Regions from separate parts of the Zea mays genome. Here all the other regions are linked to region 1. The links are chromatin contacts, called in public Hi-C maps. All regions are on one chromosome and are shown on one strand. The core of a region is the stretch at or near the end of the contact, and the rest is flanking DNA. Distances in the headings are between cores, read along the strand shown. Region 1 holds the start of LOC103644020 (serine/threonine-protein kinase STE20). Region 2 holds the start of LOC100284241. Region 3 holds the start of LOC100191912 (60S ribosomal protein L13a-like).

Region 1 (4,690 bases), core at 1,442-3,941:
CGACAAAAGCGCAAAAGAAAAGCGGCACCAACTAATTTTTTTTACCGGAACCTTATAAAAACGACTAGAACCAAATTTGCAAACTCGGATCCGACCAAAACGGATTCGGAAGGGGGTCTATATGCGCGAGCGGAATACAACAACAGCACACAGACGACAGGCCCGAGCGGAACTCGGCCTCGCATGGGAGCAGAGCATTGGGTGTCATTTCATGAGGCCGTAACACGTGCAAATGCGATAGGTGAGAAAAAATCGTAGAGAAGGAAGGAACCCTAACCCTAAAAATTGGCTCTGATACCATGTTATAACTTGCACTATATTCAATATGCGGTCATTAGGCTCGAATATATACACTGATATATGATAGAGAATGTGTAGAACAAGGATTCTATATATGAGATCGAATACGATAGGGACATATTCACAAACATCTAACAAGGACTATATATGAAACCAAATACAACAAGGATATGTATAGACATCTAACAGTTACAAAGTTATATACAGTGTGAATGCACTTGTATATAAGGGTGTGTTTGGTTTGGCTTTTGCCCCATATAAGCCAAAAGCCAAAGCCAAACCAAAAGGTTGGATCCAGGAAGCAGTTTTTTTTGTAAAAGCCGACTTTTTCGCAGTGCAAAACTGAAAGCACCCCTGGACCTGCTTTTAGTGGCTTTCGGATAGAACTGTGAAAACATATATCGAAAAACTTTTAACGGCTTTTAGTGGTTTCCACCAAACGGTTTTTAGTTTTTTAACAGCTCACAGGCCATAACAACTTTTTTCACAGCTTACAACCCACAACTTTTTTCACAACCACAGCCCAACCAAACAGATCCTAAGATTGATCCAAATAATATGATGTAGTGAACTTTGACTACCCAAATTACATGTTTAGATAATGTTCATGGATTTCATAAAACTGTGCACTGTATTTTGGCTATATATTATGAAGTTTACTGTGTTCTTTCAGGTACGTCCTATCTTGTGGGAAAGATTCTCGTGTCAAGTTATGGGAAGTTGGCACTGGACGACTTGTGAAGCAATATGCAGGAGCAATTCGCAGACAATTTCGTTGTCAGGTTAGATTCTCCGTGTTTTTGTAAGATTATCATTTTTTCTGATTTAAATTTACTCGTGTGTCATACATATTCTTTTTTACCCAAAGTTTAGGAAACAAAATATTGCATTTTTAATCCGGAAATAGCCTGGCTTGAGCTTCTAAGGATAACAACGTACCTAACTTCTATGATAAACGATAAATATGATAATAACTGTTCTTACTATCCAGGCTGTCTTCAATGAAACCGAGGAATTTGTGCTATCAGTTGATGAACAAAACAATGAGGTAAATCTCAATTTCAGAACAGTATATGTATTTGTAGTTCAGCAGGGAAATAGAGCTTAACTATGATATGTCACTCTTCAGGTTGTCGTCTGGGATGCACTTACTGCTGAAAAGGTTACAAGATTGCCTTCTGGCAGCACTGGTGCTCCTAGATGGCTCGACCATTCCCCAGTTGAGCCAGTTTTTGTTAGTTGTGGAAACGATAGATCGATCAAATTCTGGAAACAAACCGTATAAGCTTGTAGATTCAACCACGCAAATCAAAAGAGTATGTTTTCAGTATTACTGTTTCAGGAGGAATGTGCTAGTGTAACTTTAGTTGTATATGGGAGAAATTTGCATAAGCGATTTTTTTTTGAAACTGCATAAGCAATTGTTTGACCTAATAGCAAATCCCAATCAGATGTTTTTTTTTGGTTCTGCAGATGCCAGTTATATGAACCATTGACCTGATTTTTATTGGTCAGCCTCCTTTCGATGTTCTGTTATTTTTATCCCATTGTGGATTGCGGGATATTTCGGTCGCGTTTAGTTTCATTAGTTTTAAGACTAAAGTTAAGTCCATATCGTGTTTGGTTGTATGGACTAAACATATTCTAAATATATTAAATGTAACATATAAAGACAAAAATACACTTTTTAGTGTTTTCTATGTATGACGTCAGTTTTCTAGTCACAGACAATTAGCGTAAATGTTGCTTTTTAGTCACTTTTAGCACCCATGTGAGGGACTAAAGACTAAAACCAATTAGTCTTTACTTTAGTCCTTCCGTTTGGTAAAATAAGGACTAAACAAGATTAAAAATTAGAAAACAAGATTAAAAATTAGAGATTAAAGATTAGTCCCTCTAATCAAATATGGCCTTCTTCTTAGGATGTAATGTGTAAATTGTAATGATGGTTTCACCCTACCACGTGTGATGTGGAAACATATATGCCAATAAAGACTAGTTTGGAAGCCAGAAAACCGCAGGGGATTGAAAGGGCTAGAACGCTCTACTCCTCCAATTCCAACTAGACCCGGAGAGGATTAAAGAGGCTAAAATTCACTCCTTATTCAATTTTAAATAAGAAGGTGATTTTAAGCCCTTCAATACCCTCCGGATTTTAGACTTTCCCTAAACGTTCTACCATCCAACATCTTCCCACCGGTAACTAGCTCTAAACGTTCTCCCACATCGTTGCATTGTTTTTTTTTTCAAAATGATCTCGTGTGCAACCGTACAAATGCAACTGAGAGGAGGGAAATGCGAGACCCTTCAGTCCTCGAAGCTCTCTGGACTGTGGGTGATTGGGTGTGGTCGTGTGGGCCTAAAATGGGATGGCCCATCCAAGCCCGACCCGTATTTGCCAGATTCGAGTGAACTGGATCCAACTAAACAAACAATTTTCCCCATTTGCCATTCCCGACGAGCACCTTCACCGTCTCCTCCCAGTCCCACCTCGCGTGGCACGCCATGGCTTTCTCCCCGCGCTCGCCGTGGTCGCGTGCCAAGAAAACCGACGTCTACTCAACCTTCGTTGTCCACGGCGATGACGATGAAGACGACGCCCGCGGCGGCAGGGGCCCCTCCACGCGGGCGGAGGAAGACGAGGAGGAAGACCCCTCCTCGCTGCCTCCGCTTCTTCAGCGGCTCCCCAAGGACTTTGGCGGCGCCTCGTTCGACGACGACGAGGACCCCTACTCCTCCGACCCTGACGATGCTTCCCTCTCTGCCACGGCGGCCTTCAAGAGCGGCGTCCCGGCCTCCGGTCGATCTCCGTTCCTGGATCTGCGGCGCTCAAGCCCCCGCGCTACCGATGACGACCCGTACTCTACCTTCGTCGTTCATTCCACCACACGCTCGGGGAGAACCTCCTCCAGCCCTCGCGGGTCCGCCTCCGGCACATTCATCCGTCGCTCGGGTGGCTCGTCTAGCCCTCGCGAGTCCGTCTCTGGCACATTCATCCGCCGGACCGGCAGCCCGTCGAGCCCCGGGAAGTCAGCCTCCGGCACATTCATCCGCCGGCCAGGGAGCCCGTCGAGCCCCCGCGGGTCGTTCTCTGGCACCTTCATTCGCCACACCAGCGGGGGCTCCAGTTCCCATGAATCTGCCTCTGGCGGCGGCGGGGGTTTCGGGTCCTCTTTCTGGACTCCAGCGGTGGAGCAGTCAGAGGAGCTCCGGCAGCCATCGCCTCTGATGCAGCAACAACAGCAACAACATTCAAGGCGGAAGCCATCGGTCAGCTCGGTGCCAGACAGTGTTACCAGGGAGGATCCTTCCACCAAGTACGAGCTGCTCCATGAGCTTGGTGCGACTCTTGCTCTGGAATTATTATTTCATTAGTTCTTTATATGTCTTTTTGTATAATGCCTGAAATTTTGAGCTATTTTGCGCAATGCAAATTCAATTGGAAATGCAGGGAAAGGTTCATATGGTGCAGTGTACAAAGCAAGGGATCTCAGAACGCAGGAGCTTGTGGCTGTCAAGATCATCTCATTAACAGAAGGGGTTAGTTTCTAGCTTCTTATTACAAAGTTCTGTGAATATTCCGGAAGGCTACCCAAGACATATTTCATATTTGGCAACCATATTGCTTTTGTTGTGAGCATTTTGTTTGCATGGGCTTAATTGTGGGAGAATCTCATAAATGTGGTTGCTTTCTGATTTCTGAGTCCTTGCATTTTTGTCTTTAAAATATAAGCATGTATCTCTGGCATTCAGGAAGAAGGCTATGAAGACATACGGGGAGAAATTGAGATGCTGCAGCAATGCAGCCATCCAAATGTTGTCCGCTACTTTGGAAGCTACCAAGGAGAGGAGTACCTATGGGTATAAATAATCAAATAGCCTGCTTGTATCCATTTTATTAATATTAGGAACTAGCCAAACTTTTCTATCATTGTGAGATTTATCTAGTTGTCAACTCATTTAACATGATCTTGATGCAAATGTGATTCTCAACCTACAGATAATTATGGAATACTGTGGTGGTGGAAGTGTTGCTGACTTGATAGGCATCACAGAGGAGCCTCTTGATGAATCCCAAATAGCTTACATTTGTAGAGAAGCACTAAAGGTTCTAACACCACATTTGTGGGGCAATTAAATGTCTTCGGATATTTAACTTTTGTGTGCTTATTTTCTTCTCCAGGGCCTTGCTTACCTGCACTCCATTTTTAAAGTTCACAGAGATATTAAGGGGGGCAACATCCTTCTAACTGAGCAAGGCGAGGTGAAGTTGGGTAAGCACATTTGTTTGTTCATTTTTTTCATTTTGTTGGCACTTGATATTTCTGCATGTCTTGACTTCTGTGTTTGACATGCTCAACAATGTACAAACAGGTGATTTTGGTGTAGC
Region 2 (4,690 bases), core at 1,596-4,095, 260 kb after region 1:
GCTATCGCCATCGCCACCAGCAGATGAACCACTCTCCATCAGGGCAAGGGAAACAACACGGCTCATGAGCAACATCAGCCACAAGTCAGGCAGTGCGAAGCTTAGCGCATCAACCCTAAACAAAGACCGATGAAACAATGAGCACACATGTCCAAGAAGTCAACACAGCATCCCTCCCTCCCTAGAACCTAAGATTTACAGGGGCCTCACACTGCCAAGCTCTCCTCCACCGGTGGAAGGCAGTGCAGTGCGCCCATCGTCACAAGGTTCTCTCCTGCCTGCCACTGCCACTAGAGGAGAAAAGAAAAGGGCTAAGGAACAAGACACCCCAACAACAGCAAGCGGCAGCGGGGAGCGGCGTCTCGTCCTCACACGATCATCACGCGCCGAGGTAGTAGAGAGCGACGAGCGAGCAGCAGGCCAGGATCAGCAGCCGCCCAGCGCCAGCCATCGGGAGGACGACGCCGGCGGCAGCGCTGTTGTCGTTGAGGGCCGACGGACCCATCGCTGGAGGGCTGTACACGCCGGCCGAACCGCTGCTGCTGCTCGTCGTCGCAGCAGCACTGCATAACACAGGTGGTGAACACGAAGAACAGTCAAGCTCAGAGTTACGGTCGATGATGACAAGCAGCTGCGTAGCATAGGTAAACACTAAACACAGATGCACACGAACAGTCGCAGCCCAGAGTTACGGCGACAAAGTCACATTGCTTTGACTTAATAATCCCTATGCTCGTGGAAAATCAAATCAAGGCACATATGCAGATGATATGGGATATGCGCGCGTTAATGCTACCCCGGCTCTCTTTGCCACACCAGTACTGTACTACTTTTCAATAATCACGCTTCCAAATTCGGTGTGTCTAAACATTCCACAAGTGGCGTTTGGTTGTTCATTGGATGCCCTGGATTGCATTTTTACAGACAGGTACCAAAGGGGTATTCTTGCGGCTGCAGACCGTTGGCCCCAGCAGAGAGAAAGGGGCCAGAACACCAGAACAAATGCAAGAACCCACTTTGAACTTTGGAGAGTACTACACACACGTCTAGCGACCTGGTAATATTCCAGCACCCTATGAACAACCACTACCCCCCCCCCCTTTCCAGTAGGTTTGAAAGGAGTCAGGAAGGAATGAATAATGGGGAGAACCTACGCGCCAAGTCACAAACGAACGCACAGGCGAAAAGTGACAGCAAAAGGGGCCGGCCGGTTCGTCTAGCTGCGAGACGGAACCAGAAGGGTACAGGATTCCCCTAAAAAGACCCCATGAATACACAGTTGTTCATCGATGCAGCCAAATGTGGGGGGAAAAAAAGGAGAGAGAGAAACGTATCCCCCCGCGGCCACGCGCAAACCACCTTTTTATTCCTCCAGGATTTTTCCAACCCCAAAGAACAAGTGAACAACACACGGCCGCCCACCGGATGGTACCGCGTCGCTTTGATTTGAAAGGCTCCAAATCTATAGCACGCACTAGGACCAGGGCACCAGGCTTAGGGGTTAAGCCTTTCTAAAGATGGGCGGCGACGGCGAGCCGAGCTGGAGATATCTTCAGGTTGTCCAGACTCCAGAGAGTTGCTACTGCAAGATGCGGCATTTCCCGGAACCAATACCTATCGTCTTTCAATCAGTTGAGTTAAAAATGTTAAATGGGTTGGGAAATATCCGATGGCTTTTTTTGCTTTCATTGGTAAATAAGCCAGTTCAGTTTCGTGCTCGTGGCAAGAAATGCTAGCGCTAGCAACAAACGACAGCATGTCATGCCCTCTATATATCTCTAGTTCTCTACTACTAATTATATCTGTCTGTCAACAAAATCGAGAAAGGAGTGCGAGAAGTGGCAATGCCGTGCAAGGATTACCTTGGGGTCGCAGGGTACGTGCAGCCATTGGCGCCTGCAGCCACGAGAGAGAGACAGTGTGAGGGGGAGTCAAAACGCGGCGTCAGGAAGGAACCCCAACCGAGCGTCCGAAAAAACGAGCTGCGCGTGCGCGTGCGCGTGCGCGTGCGGTTGACTCACTCGGGTCGACGTTGCTGAGCGCGGCGGTGCCGGAGAAGACGCAGGCCTGCGGGTTCTGGCCGTTGCGCTGGTAGAAGCTGTTGGCGGCGTAGGAGCAGTGGGCCTTGACGGTGTCCGGGGCGAAGCAGGCGCCGCTCTGCAGGATGGGCTTGCAGTCGGCGCCGCCGCCGCACGCGTAGTCCAGCGTCTTCTGCAGCGCGCTGTCCGCCAGGTCCGACCGGCACACGCACCACGCGCCGTCTTCCGGGTTCCAGGGACGGCCACGAGAGACAATAATGACAGCCAGCGGCGGCGGGAGACGAGTTTCAGAAAGAAAGAAAAAAAAGGATTGCGAGAGGATGGAAACCCACCCACGGCGTGTGGCTATAAAATCAGCGAGAGAGGAAGAGGAGGGAGGGAGGGGCGCGTAACACACCTGAGCGGCCGGCGAGCGCCGCCGTGGCCACCGCCACCAGCATGAAGAGGCGAGCTGTGTCGGCCATGGATGCTGTGGATGTGAGGCGGCAGGCGACGGCGGTGAACAGGCTCAAGGTACCCCTACAGTGCGGCCGGCGACGAGCCTTGTACAACTCTCTCTCTCTCTCTCGCAGTCTCGCTTCCCTTGAAGCCTTGAACTCAAGTGACGAGGAGGAGGATTTAAATGCAGCAGCTTGGACAGCGCCCAGTTCTGTGGGTGGCGTGTCCCGTAGCATCGGGACGGGAGGGACGCAGTGCACTCCGTTCCAACGCAGCCGCTGCGCACCCTGTCCAGCGGACCAGCGCCAGTGCCAGAAGGCAGTGTGGCTTTTCATGAACGGTCAAAAAAACGCATGGCCAGTGCCTGCCTGTGGGGCTGGCTGGGTCATGGCATTGGCATGGCAATATGGCAGACACGCTGGCCAGTGCTGTACCACTGCGCGACGGGGTCCACCAGGGCCGCAGTAAATGCGATCAGTACTGTAGGAGTATTTTATTTTAAGAAACAACAGTACTCTGTGTGACAGTGTGAGTAGGCCTGGGCATTCGGTTCTTCGGTTCGGTTCGGTTCGGTTCGGTTCCTCGGTTCTTGTAGAAATTCGGTTCTTCAAAAACTAGAACCGAAATAGCAAGATAAAGAAATCAGAACCGACTAGTTCGGTTCTCGGTTCTTCGGTTCGGTTCCTTGGTTCTAACCGAACTGTAACAGCCACTCTAAAATTATGAATAACGACAACTTTTGTGAGAAATTTCAGCAACATCTCCCCACAAACAACAACAAGTGCACAATGACTATAATTTCATAGATAATACATGGATGATTAGAGATTCAACATAAGTCAATAACACAACATCCGAAGTTACAAACACATGTAACAAATTGAATCTAATACTTTTGGGTTTTTCGGTTCTTTCGGTTCTTTGGAGTGCAGAACCGAAAATATCTCATTTATTTCGGTTCTCAAAAAACCAGAACCGAAATTCATAACGGTTCCTTCGGTTCGGTTAGTTCGGTTCCGGTTCTCGGTTATTTCGGTTCGGTTCCTCGGTTCCGGTTCTTTTTGCCCAGGCCTAAGTGTGAGGACTCCGGACACTACAGATTTTGTGGTGGCTGAAAGCCTGAAACCCAAACCAACAAACATGCCCCAGCCCCAGGTCTATGTAAGCAATCCCTAAATGCACCAATGGTTAATAAACCACCTTGAAATGTTTGATGCACATCTAAATAAATTTCCAATTTTTATGGCAACAACTTCTATGTAAGCAATCCCTAAATGCAAGCGTGTATGACTCTTGATATGTTAAATCATGATCTAACCATGTCACGTTTAACACTTAAACTCTTCCACCACCGGCTCAAGTAGCTTTAAAAAATCTCTAACAAACCACAATACAACTATGGTTGGATCATGTTATAAAGAATCAAAGGATCGCTTGCACCTTTGTACCTAAGTACTACTAGCATAGCAGTCGATAGTGTTAAGTAGGTTAAGTTACCTCCGTAGTATGTTAGGTTATCTGTCCGAGTACTGGTAGTCTCGGCAAGAAGAAACACAAGCAACATGCAAAAAGAGTTGCGCTTATGTTTTTTGCGGGGCCGTGGTCGACAGTTCATTTCAGTAGAGCACAAACTAGGATGCGTAAAATGAGCATTCAGCCTTTTAAACTCACGAATTTCTCTCCTTCGTAGGTCAATATGTGCATCGCCATATGCTATCTGCTGTAAAACTGTCTCAGGTAGATAGGGTAAAATAGGGGACTGGAACTGTAGATTACACTTTTTGTATAGTTTGAAATAGATGATACAACAGGAGATATGCTGTCTGCATGCAGTGGTTCGTGTAAAATATGGGACGTAGAATTGTAGAAACTGTAGATGACACTATATTATGTGCATTCACATCTGAGTACTGCTGGAGCGCATCACATATCGAGGGCTTTTGCTGTTCTACCCATTGAGGCGCTGTCGCAATTTTGTCCGGTTTTACTTTACGGACACGAATCCATCCCAGTCCCAGGTCTTCGTGGAGTACTCCACTGTCCCAAAAGGACTTATTGTATGAATGAATGGATATAAGGTACTCCACCTTAATAAGGGGGTGTTTGGTTCTGTGGACTAAAGTTTAGTCCGGGTCACATCAAGCGTTTGACTTTCAAATAGGAGTATGAAATATAGACCCAACCAACTGTACTAGATTCGTCTCAATTTTTAA
Region 3 (4,690 bases), core at 1,429-3,928, 150 kb after region 1:
TGATTAAGTTGTTAAATTTCAGATTCGCCCTATTCACCCCCCTCTAGGCGACTTTTAGTAGGTACACACACCCACCTAAGCTCGTGGTCCTCGACGAACGACGACATGCCTCGCAAAGTTGCCTGTAGAGGAAGGCCAACACTGCAGAAGCCCAGCTGTAACCTCCTGTCGTATCCCAGTCAGTCAGGCAAGGCAGAAACATCCATGATGCGTTGTCGCCTGTCGTGTCTGAAAAAAGAACTGAACCAAATAGGTGGAGAATCCAAGCTCGACAATGGTAGCCTACCGTCTGCTCTAGGTGGACACTCCCCAAAAACCTGCCTAAGCCAGGTGAGTGGGACTCCGGTGGTGTGGCTACCTCGTAGGTCATCAGGAAGCAGTCTCCCAAGGAAGGCCTCCACCCTCTGCCTCCAACCACCTGGTGCTGCCTGACCGGTCACTAGACGACCCAGAATGCTGAGACCAAGAATCTTCTGATAATCTTCCAGCGTCACGGTCATCTCACCGTAGGGAAGGTGGAAAGTATGAGTCTCTGGCCGCCACATATTGGAAGACAAACGAATATAAAATCATTAGTACGCAAATAGATGCGATCGACGTTATCCGGAGCCTCTAGCAGTTCATCATCATGTCCTTCTACGTATGCACCGGTGGAATGACTTAGACTGCTAAATTCATGTACTGCAGGGTCATGCTCGGGACACAAACGTCTTATGAGTTCAATTTCTTGCTCGGTCATTTCTTGAACCGGACGTTCATCATCAGAATCTAAGGCCCGTGCAGCCTCATATGGCTCCTCCTCATCCTCAATCTAAACATCAACACTATTTGATGCCATGCATATGTTGTTCATATTGTATGATACAAGCACATCAAGATAAGCATCATTATCTAGTTGTGGAGATCCTACATAGTGTCGAAGGAGGAAATACTACATTAAAAAGTCTAATCAAACGAAATAATGATGGATATGAACGTGTTAAAGACACTTACTAGGATGATCCTAAATTGGATCCTGGGTCAATGGGATCTCCTAGGGGGTACCACCAGATTTGAAGCCCCACAAACGTCGCGAACAGGACGAGAAATCTCATACTCGTTCGGGCCCAATTGAGCATCGGGCACAACAACCACTTCTTCCGGAAGCTCAGGCAAATGAGCTTCAATATGAGATGCATTTGGCATTTGTGGAGACAACCCGAATGGAGCATCGCAATGACTAAAAGATAACTTTCGAACAACCACATCCAAACATGGTGGAACAATCGTCTTCACAATTTTGACATATCTCACCCAATCATCTTCTGAGGCAATGGAGATCAACCGTCAGACAACTGTCTCAGATGTAATATGGGACAACAAACCCTGAATTTATATTATAGGTTCATTTAAATTGCAACTAATCTCCTCACAAGCTCGAGCGAAAATCTGGCCAAAAGATGGTCTTTCATCGGACATCATGGTCACGTTCTTCATACCATAAAAACTAACATTCCCATAAACATCTGTCTCCACGCTTCCTCTGTGGTATAGTGTCACTAGGGTGTCCATCTATTGCAAACATAGATTACTAACTCAATAATGCCTAGGTACTTACTACTGACTAAATACTTATGCATAAATACTTACTATGTAATAAATAAGTAATACCTACTTAGTAAATAATAATTATATAAATGACCACAACAAACAAAAATATATAATCTACGAATAATATACGACAACAAGGTATACCTGAGATCATAGATGAGTCAAACTCACGGTGGCGAAGGTCGAGTCCGACACCTATATACAAAAAATAATATTGTCAGTAAAAAATCGACAGCACCTTCCTATACGGTTGGTTTTCTATAACCTGCAAAAAACGACAGCTCACTAAATTAACAACTAAGTAGTAGGTAAATGCTAAACCCCAACCCTAAACCCTAAACTAAGTAAATGCCAATGTTAATTAACACTGAATACTCACTAACCCTTAACCCTAAACACTAACAACTAACTTAATTAAAAATGGCACATTGCATGAGAACTAATTACAACTAACTAACTTATAACTAACATCTAAACATTAACTAAACACTAACTAACTAATTAATATCAAATAAATACAAATAAATTAATTCAAAATTAGAAAACAATGTTACCTATCAATGGGGTCTGAGGGAGGGAGGGAGCAGGCGACACGGGCGGCGCGAGGCGCTGGGGCGGCTAGGGCGGCGGCGACGGTGCGAGATGGCGTCCGGAGGCGGTCCGGGCGGTGTCCGGCGCGACGCAGGGGAGGCTCGGGCGCTGGGGCGGCGCGACGCAGAGGAAGGACGGTCGACGGAAAGGAGAGGAAGGAGAAAGGAGCGGTGGCACGACGTTTAAGTCCTAGCTCGGCGCCAAGATCGGTGCCGCCGAGCTAGGTGCTACGGTGGCTGCCGTGTTAGCCAGCTCGGCGCCATAGCTCATGGCGACAAGCTTTGGATCCAAAACTACATTTAAGTGGTTTAGGGGTCTAAACGTAAATATGTTTCGAAAATAGGGCTGAAAAACAAAAAAATCGGAAAGATGGCCTAAAAGCGTTTGTTGGGCCTTTCTAAAGAGAACCGTAGCTACGGCCTGGCCCAATAACGAACCCTGATCCTTGATCTCTATAAATTAGAAACCCTAGCACCCCGCGTCACCTTCACCCACCTCCGCCAGCCACTCCAAACACTTGCGCCGCCGCTGCCTCACAGGTAAGGCCGCCATGGTCTCCGGTTCGGGCGTGTGCGCGAAGCGCATCGTGGTCGACGCGCGCCACCACATGCTGGGCCGTCTCTCCTCGATCATAGCCAAGGAGCTGCTCAATGGGCAGAAGGTGGTCGTCGTCCGCTGCGAGGAGATCTGCATGTCGGGCGGCCTCGTCCGTCAGAAGATGAAGTACCTCCGCTTCCTCCGCAAGCGGATGAACACCAAGCCGTCCCACGGGCCCATCCACTTCCGCGCCCCCGCCAAGATCCTGTGGCGCACCATCCGCGGGTATGTCAGCAACGCCACGCCGCCCGGATCCGTCTGATTTCTTCCTTGCGACGTGCTTTGTGGCTTGTGAGGCTTATGTTTGCTGTGGCTGATTTGCAGGATGATTCCGCACAAGACCAAGAGGGGGGAGGCGGCTCTGGCGAGGCTCAAGACGTACGAGGGCGTCCCGCCGCCGTACGACAAGACCAAGCGTATGGTCATCCCTGACGCTCTTAAGTACGTGTTTCCATCCGTATTTGGGATTTATCTGATTGCAGGCAGATCTTGCTTTGTGACATTCGTGTCTGATGCTATTCTTGTTGTGGTTCTTAGGGTTCTGAGGCTACAGCCTGGACACAAGTACTGCCTCCTCGGCGAGCTCTCTAAGGAGGTCGGGTGGAACTACCATGACACCATCAGGGTAAGCGTTTTCCCACTCTTGTTCGTATGTAGCTTCCTGCTAGTTAGAGCTGGTAACTAATTAGTATCCCGATTGTAATTGGAAACGAATGGTTTTCCCTTTTCTTACATAATATTATGGTTGGTCTGTTGATTAAGGCATTACTGGAAATTCTAGTTTCGTCTGTGCTGAACATCTTCATTGATTTAGTTTCGTCTGCGCTGGACATCTTTTATTATTGAGAAATTCTTCATATTTGTTGTTGAATTCTTGTTGCTAAATAGTCATTTATATGTTGGCGGAGGTATTATGCTGAGCTGTGCATGATTCTGGATGATGAAGAAAAATCAATCGGATTCCCATTGATTTTACAATATGATTTTAACAACCAGCTACTTCTGACAAATCATGCCACATCAGAATATACTTGCCTCTGGTCTGGCGGTCATGGCTCACTATTTGATACATACATTTGTTTTGTTGATACACCATTTTAACATCATTGTATCATTTTAACACCATTTTAACATCATTAGATCGTTACTGTGATTCTCCTATGATGTGATCAAAATATTTGCTACTCTTGCTGGATGTTCCCATTACATTTCAATTAGAAAAAAGAGAGTCTTTATGTGAGCGCCTAAAGGCGGCAGTAGCAGTTGCTAATGTTTTCATGGCCTTTTTCTTTCACACTGGAATTGTATCCTACCAAGTTCTGATAGCTGACTGCACTTGCCCTTGTCCGCTCTATCAGGAACTTGAGGAGAAGAGGAAGGAGAAGGCCAAGGTTGCCTACGAGAGGAAGAAGCAATTGGCCAAGCTGCGTGTCAAGGCCGAGAAGGCAGCCGAGGAGAAGTTGGGGTCTCAGTTGGAGATTCTTGCCCCTATCAAGTACTGAGGAGCTGTGCTTTGTCATCAGTTTTGGGGAACATCTAGTCTTTGTTTTAAGTGTTCGGTAACAGTTTGTGACAGTATAATCTGGTAAACCGTGTTATTTTTCTGCCACTCCTATTTGAACACATTTTCTAGCTGGTGAATGAACTGTTTGGTCGATCTTGTTCAGATGTCTGGTTCGCATTCGCATTCTGAGAGATTTCATGTCTCGTGCTGACTCAAGCTGTCACGCCCATGTGCTTCTTGCACACGATTATCAATTCAGTAGTTGTGATTAACCAAATTTTTATGTGTACTGGCAGAACCCAGTTGCAATTGCAATGAAGCTCGATGTTGCTCTATCAGATCAGATCCCAGTTGCACAGTCAATAAGACTTTATCACTTGTAGTTCTATTTATTTTAGAAGAATTTAA

The links. Hi-C and Micro-C count contacts between places; a contact is called where the count stands out from the background.
Region 2: a contact with region 1 is called in a Hi-C map of leaf, with 2.6 times the contacts expected there. The contact joins the promoter of LOC100284241 here to the promoter of LOC103644020 in region 1. A contact is called at or near these places in 7 of 25 Hi-C or Micro-C datasets (bundle sheath, ear, leaf and 1 more).
Region 3: a contact with region 1 is called in a Hi-C map of leaf, with 5 times the contacts expected there. The contact joins the promoter of LOC100191912 here to the promoter of LOC103644020 in region 1. A contact is called at or near these places in 2 of 25 Hi-C or Micro-C datasets (endosperm and leaf).

The regions. Positions count from the first base shown.
Region 1 is chr1:284,309,005-284,313,694 of Zm-B73-REFERENCE-NAM-5.0, forward strand. It overlaps LOC103644020 (serine/threonine-protein kinase STE20), which reads left to right and starts at 2,692. Exons shown (of 18, transcript XM_008667209.3): 1 at 2,692-3,640; 2 at 3,752-3,840; 3 at 4,054-4,161; 4 at 4,301-4,408; 5 at 4,484-4,574; 6 at 4,675-4,690. The coding sequence starts at 2,806. LOC100192488 reads left to right here. Exons shown (of 13, transcript NM_001137708.1): 11 at 974-1,082; 12 at 1,292-1,348; 13 at 1,430-1,714. The coding sequence ends at 1,585.
Region 2 is chr1:284,564,837-284,569,526 of Zm-B73-REFERENCE-NAM-5.0, forward strand. LOC100284241 reads right to left here and starts at 2,846. Exons shown (of 4, transcript NM_001157136.2): 1 at 2,437-2,846; 2 at 2,022-2,261; 3 at 1,863-1,896; 4 at 63-563. The coding sequence starts at 2,812. The coding sequence ends at 380.
Region 3 is chr1:284,458,354-284,463,043 of Zm-B73-REFERENCE-NAM-5.0, forward strand. It overlaps LOC100191912 (60S ribosomal protein L13a-like), which reads left to right and starts at 2,679. Exons shown (of 4, transcript NM_001137336.3): 1 at 2,679-3,003; 2 at 3,103-3,219; 3 at 3,316-3,403; 4 at 4,137-4,444. The coding sequence starts at 2,732. The coding sequence ends at 4,280. It overlaps LOC111590702 (small nucleolar RNA R12), which reads left to right and starts at 3,710; the gene lies at 3,710-3,789.